2 separate regions of the Mus musculus genome follow, and region 2 is linked to region 1. Evidence: chromatin contacts called from public Hi-C data. All regions are on one chromosome and are shown on one strand. Each heading gives the region's core, a stretch centred on a gene start, on an enhancer-like site or on the middle of the called end of the contact. The rest is flanking DNA. Distances are from core to core; before and after follow the strand shown.

Evidence for each region. A called contact is a pair of places that touch in the nucleus more often than the background predicts.
Region 2: a Hi-C map of bone marrow-derived macrophages shows a contact between it and region 1, with 8 read pairs. The contact joins two enhancer-like sites. A contact is called at or near these places in 1 of 484 Hi-C or Micro-C datasets (bone marrow-derived macrophages), 2 of 115 datasets of contacts at active chromatin or transcription factors (embryonic forebrain and embryonic stem cells) and 1 of 9 other capture datasets (embryonic stem cells).

Annotation. Positions count from the first base shown.
Region 1 is chr1:78,694,014-78,698,507 of GRCm38.p6, reverse strand. Acsl3 (acyl-CoA synthetase long-chain family member 3) reads right to left here. Exons shown (of 15, transcript NM_001033606.2): 6 at 4,162-4,312; 7 at 2,304-2,427; 8 at 2,008-2,079; 9 at 1,479-1,618. Among named protein-coding and RNA genes, the nearest start is that of Gm51635, 16 kb to the right of the region's middle. Within about 2 kb of position 2,022, at least 3 of the 459 cell types and tissues checked have an H3K27ac peak or open chromatin away from gene starts, as enhancers often do. A contact at or near this core is called in bone marrow-derived macrophages, where this site is marked.
Region 2 is chr1:79,575,523-79,580,016 of GRCm38.p6, reverse strand. No RefSeq gene overlaps it. Among named protein-coding and RNA genes, the nearest start is that of Gm24160, 64 kb to the right of the region's middle. Within about 2 kb of position 2,421, at least 14 of the 459 cell types and tissues checked have an H3K27ac peak or open chromatin away from gene starts, as enhancers often do. A contact at or near this core is called in bone marrow-derived macrophages, where this site is marked.

The sequences.
Region 1 (4,494 bases), core at 773-3,272:
GTTCTAGCAAGCAAAGAAAATGTCACTCACTCTTAATTTTCAAGTGGTAGAATCATCATATACAATTGTTTACTGTGGGCAGTGGACCATGCCACAGCACAGAGCTGGTAATGCTGAGTGAGCCCAAACCCTGAGAACTCAGAACCGAGTAGGGTGGGAGTGGGGCCAGCTCCACCTGCTCTGGATCATGTAAATCAGTCACGTGGGGAAACGCCTGGAGTCCTTCCCTACGCTAACAGAGCTTCACTAGCATCTTACACTGAGCCAGCATCTACGCCCGGATCCCACCCTCCCCCTCAGTGTTTATAAAGTCCTATCCACACAGAATAAAGTGCACAGGTCATTTCAGCAAGAATCATCTGAGAGTGGCTGTTTTACTGAGCTGTAACACTCTGGGGAAGTTTTCTCGCCAAAGCATTCATCACTGGACCTTAGACAGGGCTGGCAGGCCAGGCTCACACCCCTGCTGTTCCTGCCACCGCTGCTGCCCATCAATGCCCGCTGCCGCCGCCTCTGCCACTGACATTGGTGCTGCCATGGTAGAGGGCGAGACCTGGGGCCTTGCCTGTGCGAACTTCCTTCTGAGAGCTGTAATACTTTGGTCAAACCAAAGACCCAGAGAACCCCTGGTTCTACAGAGGATGACAGTTTATACCCCTGTTTATGACCGGAGAATTCATTATCATAAAAATGTATTTATGACACACCACATCTTCACATAATTTGTAAAAGCTGACTACTTTTCTGCTTTTATTTATTCATTAGAAATTTATGCATATTTATGTATAACAATTTCTTTAAAGTCTAATATATAAGTATTAGGGTTTGTTACAGTTTTTAAAATTATAATGGTAAATTATGAGAGAAATTTTAAAGAGAAAACAAATGTCTATTTGATAAGTTTCTGAAAACACTAGTAAAAAGATTGCTTATAACTCAAAAGCAAGGAGTAAGGCTAGGAACACAGCTTAGTGGTAGTGCTTGCTTACCAGCTCAGCCTAGGTTTAATGCCCGGAACCATGGGAATTAAAAACTGGTAAGCCTTTTGAAAGGGAGTAAGACTCAATGGCAACCATTTTAGAAGCTGTATTGAGGCTGATGTGGCAGTGTGTGCCCCTTCAATCTGACACTTTGCCAACTAAGCTATCCAGACTCTTAATCCTAGCACTCAGAAGGCAGAGGCATGTGAACCTCTGAGTTCTAGCCAGGGAAACTGTCTTGAGAGAGAGAGAATGAGCGCATAAGGAAGTCACTGGTGTCCGACTATTGCTCTCCCTCCACCCATCCTTTTGCTCTAACAATGACACAACTTTCCAGCCTCCAGCTTTGAACTCTGGATCCTCCTCCCCTTACTTCAGAGATTACAAACCTGTGCCACCACACCCATCTTAAAGTAATTGTACTACTTATAAGTGCCTCACGTCCCTGGGCTGTTGATTTGAACTCTGTCATTGACACAGAGAACTGGCTTTACTTACCGGTCACACAGTGGAGTACTACACCCTTTTGAAATCTGTTCCATCTTATAATTATATGCCAAAATAAACAAGTTTCGTTGAAAAGCACTCATTTCATTCACTTTATTCATGACATTTTTGTAGATCCGATCCATGATTTCCTAGATGCATAAATGAGTTCATTAACTCTATGAGCAACCTTCATATTTAAATCACACCCATATGATTAATACTTCCAACTGTTGTCTATGTGATATAGGACAATGCATGCAGCCTGTGCCGTGGTGCATACATGGCGGCTAGAGGACAATTACATGGACTTGAGTGTCTCCTTCCACCTTTACGTGGATTCTTGGAACTAACTCAGTCCTCAGACTTGCACAGCAAGCACCTCATCCATTCAGTGACCTCACTGGCAAGATATGAATTCATTTTAAAGATATATTTTATCAGAACTAAAAATCTTAGGTAAAATCATAATTTGTTTGAAAGTGCTATTACCACCCCATGGCCTGTGGCTGACAGCACTTCCTGAATGGGCAGTTCTTACCGGAACAGCTGCCATCAGTGTTGGCTTCAGCACGGATGTGTCTCCTTTGCTTCCTTTTTTTATTTTTGAAGACTAAAGAACAGGAAAAAAATAATCTACATAAAGATCTTTAACTTAAAATCCTAATGGCATTCTTAGCTCAAAGGCATATGATATATTTACCCTTTCAGTATACTTATATTCTAGACATACAAGGCAAATGTTTATATTAAGATAATTGAAGATACAATGTAAACTGATAGAGAAAACATGTTAAAAATACATTTAGTATTTCGAGTTGCAGATATGTGATTTACCTGATCTGCTAATGTCTGTGGTGAAGAGTAGCCGATTCGGCATCCATGAGAAAGACACACAAGCTCAGCACTTAATTCTAGAACATGTGCCAGGGGCAAGTAGCCAATATACACATCTTCCTCTCTGAAAGGAAGGTGAGTAAAGCAAAGGTTAAAGTGGAAACGTCTAGTATCTTTAGAAATTTAGTTATGTCGAATGATGAATGCTTTGCCAGAGCACACAGGTGAGAGGATGTATGCATAGAGCAAACTGTGAAAGGATGTCTTCCTGAAGCAGACACAGGTGAGAAAATGTATGCATAGAGCAAACACGTGAAAGGATGTCTTCCTGAAGCAGACACAGGTGAGAGGATGTATGCATAGAGCAAACACGTGAAAGGATGTCTTCCTGAAGCAGACACAGGTGAGAGGATTTATGCATAGAGCAAACACGTGAAAGGATGTCTTCCTGAAGCAGACACAGGTGAGAGGATGTATGCATAGAGCAAACACGTGAAAGGATGTCTTCCTGAAGCAGACACAGGTGAGAGGATTTATGCATAGAGCAAACACGTGAAAGGATGTCTTCCTGAAGCAGACACAGGTGAGAGGATGTATGCATAGAGCAAACACGTGAAAGGATGTCTTCCTGAAGCAGACACAGGTGAGAGGGTGTACGCATAGAGCAAACTCGTGAAAGGATGTCTTCCTGAAGCAGACACAGGTGAGAGGATTTATGCATAGAGCAAACACGTGAAAGGATGTCTTCCTGAAGCAGACACAGGTGAGAGGATGTATGCATAGAGCAAACACGTGAAAGGATGTCTTCCTGAAGCAGACACAGGTGAGAGGATGTATGCATAGAGCAAACATGAAAGGACACTTGATGAAGGAATATAAATCTGACCCCACAGGCAGTGGGAGATGAGTTTTGGTTTGGTTTGCTCTGCCTCACTCTTCTTCCTAATGACACACACCTATTGGTTCACCTTAGATAGCAATGTTGAGCTCAACTGTGGTTAGGCTGCCTTTGAGAGAAACTCGCCTGAGAACTGCTTGTGAGGTTCCTGCGGCAGCTGGCCTCACCTCAGGCTGGCCGGTTGGTGAACCTTGCGGTTTCTCCACAATTCAACTGCAGCTGCTGGTTCGTGCCCGGTGATCTGCCTGCTGAGAGGACTGGACTGTAAGTTGCCAGTCTGGGTGTGCTGTCTGCCTGCCTAGAGGACTAGTCTGCAGCTGCTGAGTCCTATTTGGTATTTGCTGCAGGACTAAACTGCTAAGACAGAAGACTGAGCTTGCCCCAAAAGAACTTTTGCTAAACAGGACCACTTCCCCCATATCCTAATAACTTTCCTCTTCCACTGTCTCTAGTGGGTGGTGGGCTAAAGGAGAGGTTGAACCATTACTAAAAGTACATTGCAAAAAAAATTTATGCCTACAAAAGGTTATGGGAGCTCTCTGCCAGAAGTTGACTACAGCAAGCTTACATGGAGCACAGCTAAGCTAAGCATCTGAGTCCCTGCTGATAAGATAGAGATTAGAGACAGAAAGAACAACTATAGCCCAACCGAAAACCAAGGAGGCAAGCACTTTCAGAATGTGGTCTGCTGCAGAAGCAAAGTGCTAACGCACGAGTAAAGAGGAGGTGCTGGCACTCAAATGCAGACATATACATGTGGCTAGACACACATACATTCATACATACATACACACATACACACAAATAAATTTTAAAATGTTGACTTTTAAAATTAATGTTCTCTAAAATTTCTACTTTTAGACACCTGGGGAATACTTTAACCATCTACTAAAATGGCACAAATGTTTGAACTCTTAACAGCTACAAATACAGTCACTCTTGAGTTTTACAATGACATACCCCAGTCTTGGAATCCTTCTCGCCATCCCCGTTATAGAAGCAATGATGTTGCTGTGTGAGATCATGACTCCCTTTGGAATTCCTGTGGACCCACTTGTGTACATGATTACTGCAATATCTGAGGGCAGTGGTTTGCTGTGAGCTTTCTTTTCTACGTTGAAGAAAAGAAAAAGGGAAACAAAAAAGAAGAAACTCAGCTCTATCAGCAATTTTCTTCTAACACTCAAACAGCAGTCAACACATAAGGAGGCATAAACAATACTGGGACAAACAGGTTAAGTCTATAATTAGAGCCACGGAGGAAATAAAGACAGGGTCAGATAACACTGCTTA
Region 2 (4,494 bases), core at 1,172-3,671, 880 kb before region 1:
GATGTGGAAAGCCTACTGTGGGTGGCACCATTCCCTAAGCATGGGACCTGAACTGTGTTAAGAGTAGAGACAGTGAACTGAGCACAAGCAAGCAAATATATGTGGTCATTTTTCAGTGGGTGGTTGCTTCAAGTTCTTGTCACTTGTGACTTTCATGAGATGATGGACTCTAACCTAGAATTGTAAGCTAAAATAAATGCTATCTTCCCCAAGTTATTACTATTATTATTATTTTTTTAATCAGAGAATTTTATCCCAGCAGTAGAAGTGGAGCTAGAACACCCACTGAAGTCAGGTTTCTTTCAGTTCTTCCGCTATGCATGCCCATCTCATCTTGCCGTAGAATCTATCTATCTTTGCAATGGCCATTTTCTCTGTTGGTAATCATTCCTCTTCCTCTTTTCCATGGATCTGTCTTTTTTCCATCTTTAGACATCATCTATGAGGCCCTTCCCTGAGAAGCCATTTCTGGACACCCTCTGTAAAGCAAAGACCCTTCTGTCTCTCGCTCCTTCTCCCTATCTGTATGTACCATACCACTAATTCATTCCTTTGTAAAATTAGTGACATGCTGAAATTTTTCAGATTATTCACGTTCTTGTCTATTCCTTTTTTTTTAAAAAAAGTCATCTCCCTGCTTTGTTCTAAGTAAGTTTTATATGAGCTTTGTCTGTCTCAAAAGGAATACCAAATCATGGAGGCATAGACTTTTTAATTTAAAGCCCAGCTTTGGGATTTTCTAGGTATGCAACCATGGGGAGTTTGTTTAATCTCTCTCTTCTCTAAATGTTCACTGGTAAAACCATGGCAGTAAAAAAAAAAAAAAAAAAAAAAAAAGCTCCTGTCTCATTCTCCGTGGGGCATCCCTAGCACAGAGACTGCCCTCAGTCAGCAGGGCCGGCTGTCATGCTGTTAACAACAGGGTCTGCTGAGAGTCTGTCTGTTGAGTATCTAGTGCACGGGATTGTATTTATTCCAGGATCAGTTATGTTGTTTTAGAAGAGGTTTTGGACTGCACATGGAAAAGGCCTCTTGCTGGGGGCTGATGGAGCAGGGTGTCATCCTTGGAAATTGGCAGGGAAGAGACGCAGCTGTAGAGAGAGATGGAGGACTAGGGAACGGAATGTAATAACCATAGAAGCCAGAGTTTATCTTGAATTTATTTTGTACTGTATACCCAGACTCATTTTCTATTTTTCCTATCAAAATTATTGATGCATTTCACAGAAAGTTATATGAAGAAACATTCCTTAGGGTCACTCCTTATACCAATCTTCCTCATACCACAGAGCTGCCCGAGGTCATCCTCCAAGTGGATGCTCTTTATCTTCTATTTACATGCCTTTATTGGTACCCACAGGTCCTCAGCGCTCCATAGGAATGGCATTCTCTTGGAGGAGCCTTGTCGACTCTACAGAAAGTTCCAGATGTGCCCACCCCATGTGTCCATCATCTTGCTTAGTCTTCTCCTGATGCATTATGATTTAGCATTAATGATTATTTTATTAATCTGTTTTCCCAGTCAGATGGCAAGTTTGGATGGAACCAGGCTCTGCTTGTTTCCTCTCACTGTTGATAGTAAGCCTTCCCTGTGGGCAGTGAGCAAGAAACACTTGACTAAGTGGATGTCAGTACATCAGCAGAACAAAACTCCTAAACCTAACCTCAACCCTTCTCCAGAAGTGGAGAATCCAGGCATTCGATCTGACTTGAAAGCATGCCTTTATTATGCAAGCTTTTCACTTCCTTCCCTTCTGAAATTAACTTGAGGTATTGATGCTAGACAAAATTTGTCTTCAGCTCGAAAGGAAAAGAGAAGCCAAACCCGGCCTGGCCACGTATGCCTGTAGCTCTAGCTTTAGTGGCTGAAGCGGAAATATCATGAATTGGAGATCAGCCTGGGCCTGAACCGAGTTAGAATCAGATATTTTTTTTTAAAGTTACTTTTACAAAAAAGGGACATTGATGTTTAAACTGTGGGGAATTGTTAAGTTAAAGGTAAATCCAAGGACATATATATATTATATGCATATATATGTATATGCATATATACATTGTTTAAATTTTTATCATATTGAGTATCTAGGAAAAACATAACCTTTTATTTTTTTCAGCTGAACAGATGTAGTCTCTTGGTCCCGTATGACTCCTGTAGAGAAAACCCTGCTCAAAGGAAAACTTTATTCTCCTCAAAAATTTAAATTACAGTTCAAAGAATTTCTGCTGATACTATCAAACGTACAAAAAAAAAAAAAAAAGCCAGTGTAATTGGTATTATTTCTTAAGATTTTGGCTTAACAACTACACAAAAATTCAAAACCACACCGAGAAGCAGTATTTTCATGACCACTTGGTGAGATAGCTCACTCAGCACCTTCTCATTTTCATAAAAATAAAAATGACTTCACTTCAGCGTGATCCACATTCATCGTTGACAAATCTTGATTATTTCTGGCCACTTTCCCCCCAGCCAGGGCCTATTAGGAAACTAGCTGGGAGCCTGATGCAATTCAGAGACAAACTAAAGCCAAGCTGATGATAAAATCTCCAGAGATGGCAAAGGAGAAAAATGACTGAAAGGAGATACTGTTTTACCCATTGAATTGATGGCTTTTGAGAGGCAAGAATGTTTCTAAGGGGAGAGAGGTCAGAGCTTGGGATAGGAGCCTTGCATGTTCACAAAGGACACCATGACAGGTTTGAGATCTCAGACAAATCATAAGACATTTCTCAAGCTTGTTTGTGAAGAAAGCTATTTCAGACACAACATAATGCCAAATCTCTTGTTTGAAATTTGAGGTTCTTTTTCTTGCTTTTGATAAATTAGTATTTCAGGCAGGAATACGATTTTTTTTCACAAGGGAATATGAAAGGTATATTTACCATTTGGGATTAGATGTCAGAGCAACAACTGAAATTACATTATTGATGAAGCTACTAGAAGATCACTATGAATTGGAGCACCAAAGAAATGTTTACATAAAAAAAATTCTCCCTTCTGGGGAAACAACGTAGATGTCGGAGATTGATGGAAGGAGGGAACTGGGTTGGGAAAGGCATGGGGAGGGGAGAGGCAGGGAAATCATATGTAGGGAGATCAGGGGAGAGAAGGTGGTGGTAGGGCAATCTCTAGGACTTGCCAGAGACCTGGGATGGGGAGAGGTCCCAGAAAGTCTTTGGGACCACTCTAGCTGAGACTTCTAGCAGTGGGGAATATGGATCCTGAAGTGGCCACTGCCTATAGCCAGGCAGGACTCCCAGTGAATACATAAGGACAGCAACCCAGCCACAAACCCCAAAATGTGTCCTGCCTACAAGATGTGCAGGGACAAAGATAGAGCAGAAACTGAGGTGGTGGTTAACCGGTGACTGCCCCAAATTGAGACCCATCCAACGGGTAAGAACTATTAATGATACTATGTTTGCAAATAGGAACCTAGTATAATTGTCTTCTGAGAGCCTCCACCCAGCAGCCAATGGAAAGAGATTTGGATCAACTAACCTGGATCTGTGGGTGCTCCTAGAGACCGAATCACTAACCAAAGAGCCAGCAGAAGCTGAATCTAGGCCCCTTGCATATATGTAGCAGATGAACAGCTTAGTCTTTATGAGGGTCCCCCAACAATTGGAGCAGGGGCTGTCCCTGAGCCTGTTGCTTGTCTGTCTGCTTGTTGATCCAAGGCCCCTAAATGAACTGCCTTGGTTGGCCTCAGTAGGATGTACCTAGTCCCTCAGTGGCTTGATGTGTGTTTGTATGGAGTAGGGGGGGGGAGGTGTCAGTAGGGGGGGTTAACACCCAGAGTGGGGCTTCCCCTTCTCAAAAGAAAAGGGGAAGGTGGAATGGGGGATGACTTGTGTGAAGAGGTACTGGGGGGAAAGGAAGGGTTGTAAAGTGAGTAAATAAATAAATTAAAAAAATTCTCCCTTTTGAATCAGTGTTCAGCTTATGAAATCTGAATCATATGACGGAAAGGGAGTGGGAGAGAATAATAATAATAAAGATGAACATGAAACAGGACCTTTACAACAGGGAAGTCTAATCATCCCTCCATCTTCTTTTGTTCTGTAATCTCTTTTATCATTCGTCTTAGACAAATGTCTAAGACAAATGTAAATGCCAATTTACACAGCAATTCAGGAACTGGACTCATTCATCAGCAAGTCATATCTGCTCTGATTGTACTTTGGTTAATTTTGCTAAAAGTTTTCCTAGAAAATTTTCAATTTGTATCTTGTTTTTAGAATGTTTTTGTATAGAGCTCTCATTTTTTAAAAATCATGTTATCTTATTGATTATCCCCCTATTGTTAATTCTGTATATTTGTTTTCTCTGTTGTTCCCCCCACTGATTAAGTCAGTGGTTTTTTTTTTTTTTTTGTTACGTTAATACTTAATAAAACTCAACCTTTTGTCTTCGTGGTTAGATCACAGTTCTTTTGTTGTCTACCTTTCATATTTGAAGATTTATGTTCTTTTTTTTTATTGGCTCTGCTA